Linked DNA regions of Rattus norvegicus: region 2 is linked to region 1. The links are chromatin contacts, called in public HiChIP or PLAC-seq maps. All regions are on one chromosome and are shown on one strand. The core of a region is the stretch at or near the end of the contact, and the rest is flanking DNA. Distances in the headings are between cores, read along the strand shown. Region 1 holds the start of Ccm2 (CCM2 scaffold protein). Region 2 holds the start of Tbrg4 (transforming growth factor beta regulator 4).

Region 1 (3,768 bases), core at 199-2,698:
GCAGGATACTTAGTATTCTAAAATAAATATTGGCTTAATTTAGTTTTTTTTTTCTTTTGAGACACAGTTTCTTTGTATAGCCTTGGCTGTCCTGGAACTCACTCTGTAGACCAGTTTGGTCTTGAAGTCAAGAGATCTGCCTGCTTCTGCCTCCCAAGTGTTGGAATTAAATACATGTGCCACCATGGCCCAGTTTAGTATTAATTTAGGATCAGTAAAGTCCTTACTGTGGGTCGGCATAACAGCAAAAGGGACCTGTTGGGATGCCAACTTGCAGCATGCTTTTGAAAAAAAATAAAATCACCTGATCCTCTGAAATTGTTCTGTGAATGTAGTAACTGCATACGATGATTGTTAAGATCTATTACGTTGGGGCTGGAGAGATGGCTCAGTGGTTAAGAGTGCTGACTGCTCTTCCGAAGGACCTGGGGTCAATTTCTGTCACCCACATGGCAGCTTATCACCGTCTGTAACTACAGCTCCAGGAGGTTTTTTTTTTTTTTTTTTTTTTTTCTATTCTTTTTCGGAGCTGGGGACCGAACCCAGGGCCTTGCGCTTGCTAGGCAAGCGCTCTACCACTGAGCCAAATCCCCAACCCTGCTCCAGGAGTTCTAACACCTTCATATAGATACATGCGCATGTATGTATGTATGTATGTATGTATGTATGTATGTATGTATGTATGTATGTATGTATGTATGTATGTATGTACACAAACGTTGTATACACTACCAAGGAGGTTCTATTGACAGCTACGGTTGATCTTGAACTCATTTTCCTGTTTCTACCAGCCCAGCCAGGTGCTAGGATTACATAGAAGTGCGCTGCCACGCCCAGCCAGAACAGAAAGTTACTAGAAAAAAGGGTTTCCTTGTGGCTCAGAGTAAAAAGCAAGAAATGCCAAGTGGCAGGGCGCCCAGAACCTGGGTTGGAGACTGGCTCTGTCCCTTCCCAGGGGCTTGAGGCCCGCCTCCCAGATCGCGAGGCAGGCTGGGAAATCGGCCTCCCTAAAGATGGCGGCAGAATTGAAAAGTTGGATCCACTCCCGCGCGGCCCTGAAGGGTTCGGGCGAGCTGGGGGGTATTGGGGCGTCTTTCCAGAGGGGATGGGAAGGACTGGAGGGTAGGCAGACGTACTCCATAGGCCCTGAGGAGGCGTGGAGGGGTCCGGAATGAACCGGGATCTCCTCAGGGGCATTCGGGAGAGCCTTTGCCCTGTAAGGAAGCGCCCTCCTTGGGCCCAGCGGTTTTCTCTGGGCGGAAGTGCGGGAGCGCGGAGGCTGTGGGCGGGGCATGAGGGGGCGGGGTCTCTGCGGTGGGCTGGCTCCCTAGGTCCGGAAGTGCGGGTGGGGCGCGGCCGGGGCGGAGACTGCGGGCGGGCCGGCGGCGCGGTGAGCGCGGGGGTGGCGGGCCCAGAGCGAGCATGTAGCGGCCGCTGGCGGTGGGGCTCCCGGGGCGGGCCGCGGGGGCCGCACGCGGCGACATGGAGGAGGAGGGCAAGAAGGGCAAGAAGGTGAGCGCTCACCGGCGCGTCCTCCCGCCGGGCCGGGGCGTGGGGTGGGGGTCCCTCGGGGTGGGCGGGCGGCGGAGCGGGCAGGGACAGTGGTCAGGTGGGCCTGCGGCTCCCGGAGGAAGTGCCGCGCCTTTCCGGTAGGGGGGTCCCTTTTGCTGCTCGCCCCCGGCCTGCTCCAGACGGCCTGTCAGGGGGCCCGCCTTCCCCGCGCGACGGGCTGGGGCCACAAAGGAAGTGGGCCCAGCGAGGGGCCAGAAGGTGGCCTGGGCTGGAACTTGGACCACTGGGCTGTGCCGCGACCGGCGAGGCTTTTACTGCCCACTTGGCTTTGTTTTTGGATGTCCAGTAAAAGCAAAGATGGACTTAGCTTCTCGGCGGGTTCGCTCGTCGACTGTCGCTCGTATTTAATACCACTGAGCGATTTTAGTGACGTTATGTTTGGCAGTAAGATTTAGGACATGGTTCAAGAGGCTCCTTCGTTTCTGTAGTTTAAAAAATGTGGCTTTAATTACAGGCTTGAGTAGTTGATAAAGAACATTTTAAGGATCCTGGGAAGACCATGTGGGGATAAACTGCTTTAACTGTTTTTAAAGCGAAAACTGGGGTTTGATAAAATGTATCCCTTTCAAATAAATGCTTTGCAATCTTAATGTTTGCCTGTCATTTTCATTTTGATAAATGTGTGCACCTTGTGGACAAGTTTAACACAGACTTTGATGTCCTGGCTCAGTTAACCACCCGGCCTCCTTGTAGCCTTTAATTGGCCACACCACTCCTCACCTTGCTTTAGGAAGTGTCCCATTTTTCAGAAAGTCTTACTTGAAATAGAGTGTGGCCAGGTGGCCTTCAGGGAGTCCAGGCCAGCGGCGGCGCTGCCCCCACTTTTCTTTTGTTTTAAGACAGAAACTTGCACTTGGCTGTTTGGATGTCCTATCAACTTGTTACCTCCGGAGATGGTTACAAGTATAGAAAAGGGGGGTTTGAGCATTGTAAAAGGATTTAGCTAGAAAAGAGGAGTGCTGTTTAGGAAGGACCTGGCCCAAGTGTGGATGAGGCTGAACTGTGCCAGCCGGTCTTTGCAATGCTAGTAGCCTACATCCCTGGAGACTAGTCATTGTATTTGCAGCACACTCTTAGTGCTCTGTAAGACACCTGGCCCACATTCTTGTTTGGGACAAATTGCCTGGCTGTTTTTTGTTGATTTGTATATCATACAAGTTCAGATAGAAAGCAGAGGAGCAGAGCGGTGCATTAAGACTTTCCCCTGAGCTTTCAAATCAGTAGCGAGAAGAACTTAACAGTTACATGCTGTGAAAAAAACAGAAGTACAGACTAAGGCAATGATTAATTTCATTGTCTCTATTAAAGGAGATAATGGGTTGTGTCGGGATCTGTGCTAGCAGTTGTAGGCAGTCTGCCACCTGCTTTAGTTTGTTCCCTGTAAGCATGTGAGACAGCCTTTGGGACCTGAATTTCTATGTAGGCCATGACTTAACATAGTTTACCAGGTATCTTCTGATCAGGAGCTGGCAGAACCTTCTTCACGTGTTTGTTTGTTTGTCTTTGAGATAGGGTTTCTTTGTTATGTTGCCCTGGCTGTCCTGCAACTCTATATCTAGATATCTGGCTCAGGCTGGCCTTGAACTCACTGAGATCCTGCCTCTTCAGTATTGGGTTAAAAGCTGTGTCACTACACCTGACTCCTTAACATGCTGTTTTTGTTTTTTGGTTTTTTTAAAGATTAATTTATTATATATGAGCACACTGTTGCTGTTTTCAGACACGCCAGAAGAGGGCATCAGATCCCATTTCAGATGGTTGTGAGCCACCATGTGGTTGCTGGGAATTGAACTCAGGATTTCTGGAAGAGCAGTCAGTGCTCTTAACCGCTGAGCCATCTCTCCAGCCCCAACGTGCTGTTTAATATGTAGTATCTCCTTCCAGCTTAGGAATTTAAGTGTTTTTCATAATAGTCAGTTAACAAGAGGCACTCGTTACAAACATTTAATGAATTCATCCCATCTCCCACCGGAAGACAGAGATTCCCTGTGTAGACCTGGCTGTCCTGGAACTGTTTCTGTAGATCAAGCTGCCCTTAAACCTAAGAGATCCACCTGTCTCTGCTGGGACTAAAGATATGTACCACAACAGCCTGGCTACAATTCAAACTTAATAAATCTTATTACAATTTGGATATTTAAACCACCCAGCTCTTCCTAAAAGATGTAAACTTGAACCTATGACAGTATGAATGGG
Region 2 (3,871 bases), core at 1,175-3,674, 70 kb after region 1:
AGCTTGGCTTTGCGTCCATAATAAAGCAGCAGTTCCCAACGGAGGCCTCTACAGATAACCCTGAGGTCCTAACTCACCTGAGTAAAGGCTTCAAACAAAGGCAGGTTGAGCCACTTGAGGAAGGCAAAGGACTTGGCGCAGCGGGCCACCTCTCCAGGCGTCATGCTGGGAATGAAGGGCAGGAGGTCAGCAGCGAGGCGCTGGGCCACTTGGGTTTGGTGGAAACTGAGCTTACCTGTGGGGTGGAGCAGGCACCAGACATCAATGGGGGAGGTCAGTGTCCCACACCCACCGCTCTGCCCCACCCTCGACTTCATATCTAAGGGCTTGATGTCTGTGACTAAATTCATCCTGAACCTGGCATGGGGACAGGGCTCAGCAGTCACAGTTTCTATGGCAGCCTTCTGGGCCAGTGCGTGCCATCGTTAGGACAGGCACTGAATTTGACACAGCTGCAAGTGCCTGTGGCCGGGGCTCTTACCATAGGCGTAGGCCAGGTCCAGGAGCATGCCTTTCGTCATGGGGAAGGGCTTCTGTACCAGGTGGTAGGAAATGGCCCGCAGCAAGGGCACCGACCGCCGGCTCTGGGCTGCCAGCGTCATTAGCACCTTCCGCAGCTCATCAGGGCCAAACTGCTCCACCAGCTCCAGGCACTGTCAACCACAGCCGCGCAGGGATCAGCTGAGGTGGTTGGGATGAGCTGGGGGCAGGGGTCCCATCCAGTGCAGCCCCTGTGAGACAGCAACTAGGCCTGAGCTGACTCAACACAGGCCCGGCTGCACAGAATCAGCCTTCTTGCCTGCCCCAGGGACTCCTAGGCCTGGAGTGCAATGTCTGCAACCAAACTTATCCCTAGGTCCCAAGGGCTGGGGACACAGGGCCCATGAGCAGCAGAGTTTGCTGTCGCAGTCATTTGGGCCAGCTCCCATCATGAGAGGATAGGAACTGAATTTGACTTGACTGCAGCGGAGTAACATGGAAGGAGTGGACAGAGCCATCTGTTCTAGCTAGTAGCCAAGCTGTGCATGAGACAGCTCGGGCCTAACCAGGACCCCTGTGTTAACTTCAGAAGCTGCCCGCCACACTCACCCTTTCCCACGAGATGCCTGAGACCGAGCGGCTTTCAGGGCTCCAATCCCATTTCCCTTCACCCAAGGAACAGGCCCCAAGTGCACAGGAGGCCTGTTCTCAGCCCCATACCTTGTCTTCCAAGCGGTTCATCAGTGACTCTGACAAGTGCCCTGCCATGGTCATCATGGACACCAATGTGCGGCTGTCGCTGATCTCTGTCCAGCGCCTCTCCAGGTGCCTTAGCAGCTCAGCCAGCAGCTCCTTTGAGTGCTGCTCTTTCATGAAGGGGGCACAGGACTCAGCCAGGAAGACCAAGTGCTTATACTTTAGCCTCCGCAGACGCCAGCGTACTTCCTGTTCCACGGACCGCAGCTCCTTGGAGCCCTGAGGAAGCACTAGTGTGTACAGACTTCGCAGCAGCTTCACGAGGGTCCCATGCCAGACAGAAGTTATCTGCACCAAGGAGGACAGGTCAGTACGAAGCCAGCCCCACAGGTATTTAGCAGCTCCTCCTACCCTAGCCTCGCAGGACCCGCTAGCTGAGCACGTCTGAGGTCCTGGAGGCTCAGCTAGCGGCTCCTGGACACACTAGTGCCTCCTGAGAGGACTAATAGGAAGCACAGCCATGTTCTTGAAAACTAGAATAAGAAATGTCTAGAGAAGGACCGGGGATGGCAGTGTACACTTTCAATCTCAACACTCCGGAGGCAGAGGAAGGTGGATTTCTGTGAATTTGTGGCCAGCCTGGTCTACAAAGTGAGTTCTAGGACAGCCAGGGTTACACAGAGAAATTCTGTCTTCAAAAACCAACCTCCTACCCCAGCCCAAATGCTAGGAGCCCTGTCTATAGCTGTCAGTCATCAGTGGCTACTTTCTCCCCATGTACACGGTAACTGCTCACCTGACTGTCAACTAGCCTGACAAGTTGCTGAAAGCGAGCATCCTCTACAAGCAAGGCCTTTTCCTTTGGCTTCTCAGACAGCAGGTAGGACAGCCGGATGAGAATGAGGGCTGCATGATTGTGGTGCAGACTATGATCACCACCTAGCAGTTCCAGCAGCTCCTCTGGCCTGGTGGCTTTCTCAATGAGGTAGTCCACCTCTTGGTGCTCTGGGTAGGGAGTAAACACCTGCTCTTTTCCCAACAACTCCGTCAAGGAACCTGAAGAGGGGGAACTGACGGAGGAAGTCAAAGTCTTACAGGCCACCCCAGCAAGTCTCAGTCGGCCAACTGGAGCAACGGTAGGAACTAGGCGGGTGGCTTCTCTAAGTAGGCATGTGCACTGCTTCATCAGGCGAACTGCCATGATGGTGGGCACAGGGAAGAGGGAGGGAGGTTAAGACTCCTAGTAAGTGATTCCAAAGTCCTGAAAAGAAAAGGGAGTATTACATGAACTTAGAAGATATGGCAATTTTTTTTTTTTGGTTCTTTTTTTTCGGAGCTGGGGACCGAACCCAGGGCCTTGCGCTTCCTAGGCAAGCGCTCTACCACTGAGCTAAATCCCCAACCCAAGATATGGCAATTTTAAACAACTGGTCTCAGTCTTTCCTGTTTTAACACCCATTACATGTGAAAGAGCACTTTCTGAAGCAGAAGTCCTAGGAACTTCTGCTTCAGGACAGTGGTCAGGTATCACCGCTCAGCACTCGGCCTGGGAGGCACCAGGCCTAGCTGCACTTTCAAACTCCCCAGGTCCTCCTCAAGGCTTCCATGATGCAAATCTGGGCACATGCACCTTACACAGTACTAGGTTATTTTGTTTCTAATTTCAAAGGTATCCAGGATCAAAAAACGACTGGCTTAAATATTCTAAGTCAGAATGATTTGGGGAAACTTAGGATCTATAACTCACGTTCCTGAAACTTCTGGGAAAACATGGAACACTGCTGACACGGGAGTGAGACTCTCTAAATGCAGTAGGCTGCCTCACTGAACAACCTGAAAAAAGTCACCCTTTCTTAACTTTTGGATTCTCTCTCTCTGGTGGGAGGGGGTAGAGATGGCTCAGCAGTTAATTGTATTTGCCGTTCTTCCAGATAACCAAAATTCAGTCCCTAGCACCCCATCAAGTGACTCACAACTGTCTGTAACTCCAGCTCCAGGGATCTGACTCTCTCTGGGCTCACATACACAGACATACAAATAAAGAAAAAAAAATTTACTTAGTTAAAAAAAAAAAAAAAGACTACAATTACTTTATGTAGCTAAGAATGACCTTGAACTTTTAACTCCTCTTGCCTCCACCTCCGAGTGCTAAGATTATAGCTATCCAACCACTCCTGGTTTTATGCCCTGCTAAGGATCAAATCTAGGTCTTCATTTGAGCTAGGCAAGCAATTCCGACTGAGCCACACCCCAGCACCCTTAAAAGCAAAAATCGATGGCAAACAAGCCCTAACACCACCCAGAGTCACCATCTTGCCAATTTTAACCCAATCCCTACCGTACAGGCTCCATTTCAATTACTCTTTGCACTTTTATCCCACAGTTCCCTGCCAACCACAGGGTATGGCAAAACACACTTCCTTTTTCTAAGTCCTGCAAAATGTTACCTTCTTCGAGATGCTACATATCCACATGACGCTCCTTTCAACGATTCTGCCAGTCTTGTTCCCTAAGAAGAGACAGGAACCAGGTGGGACAAGTTACTTGGACTTTGCTTAAACCAAAGCAGAAAGCGCCTTAAAATTTTTTCCTGCTTCCGGGAACCGGGTGTATGGCTAGCTTATTTTATTGTTACATGAGCACATTACTGCAGTGGGAAAAAGATTGGCTTAATTATACTTAAAAGGAAACAAAA

Evidence for each region. HiChIP or PLAC-seq counts read pairs in DNA pulled down with a chosen protein or histone mark.
Region 2: a contact with region 1 is called in an H3K27ac HiChIP or PLAC-seq map of oligodendrocytes, with 2.1 times the contacts expected there. The contact joins the promoter of Tbrg4 here to the promoter of Ccm2 in region 1. A contact is called at or near these places in 1 of 12 Hi-C or Micro-C datasets (liver) and 1 of 1 datasets of contacts at active chromatin or transcription factors (oligodendrocytes).

The regions. Positions count from the first base shown.
Region 1 is chr14:85,631,005-85,634,772 of GRCr8, forward strand. It overlaps Ccm2 (CCM2 scaffold protein), which reads left to right and starts at 1,449. Exons shown (of 10, transcript NM_001126275.1): 1 at 1,449-1,512. The coding sequence starts at 1,483.
Region 2 is chr14:85,700,305-85,704,175 of GRCr8, forward strand. It overlaps Tbrg4 (transforming growth factor beta regulator 4), which reads right to left and starts at 2,425. Exons shown (of 10, transcript NM_001012154.1): 1 at 1,973-2,425; 2 at 1,201-1,524; 3 at 482-653; 4 at 78-235. The coding sequence starts at 2,377. Snora5c (small nucleolar RNA, H/ACA box 5C) reads right to left here and starts at 965; the gene lies at 829-965. LOC120096784 (small nucleolar RNA SNORA5) reads right to left here and starts at 457; the gene lies at 329-457.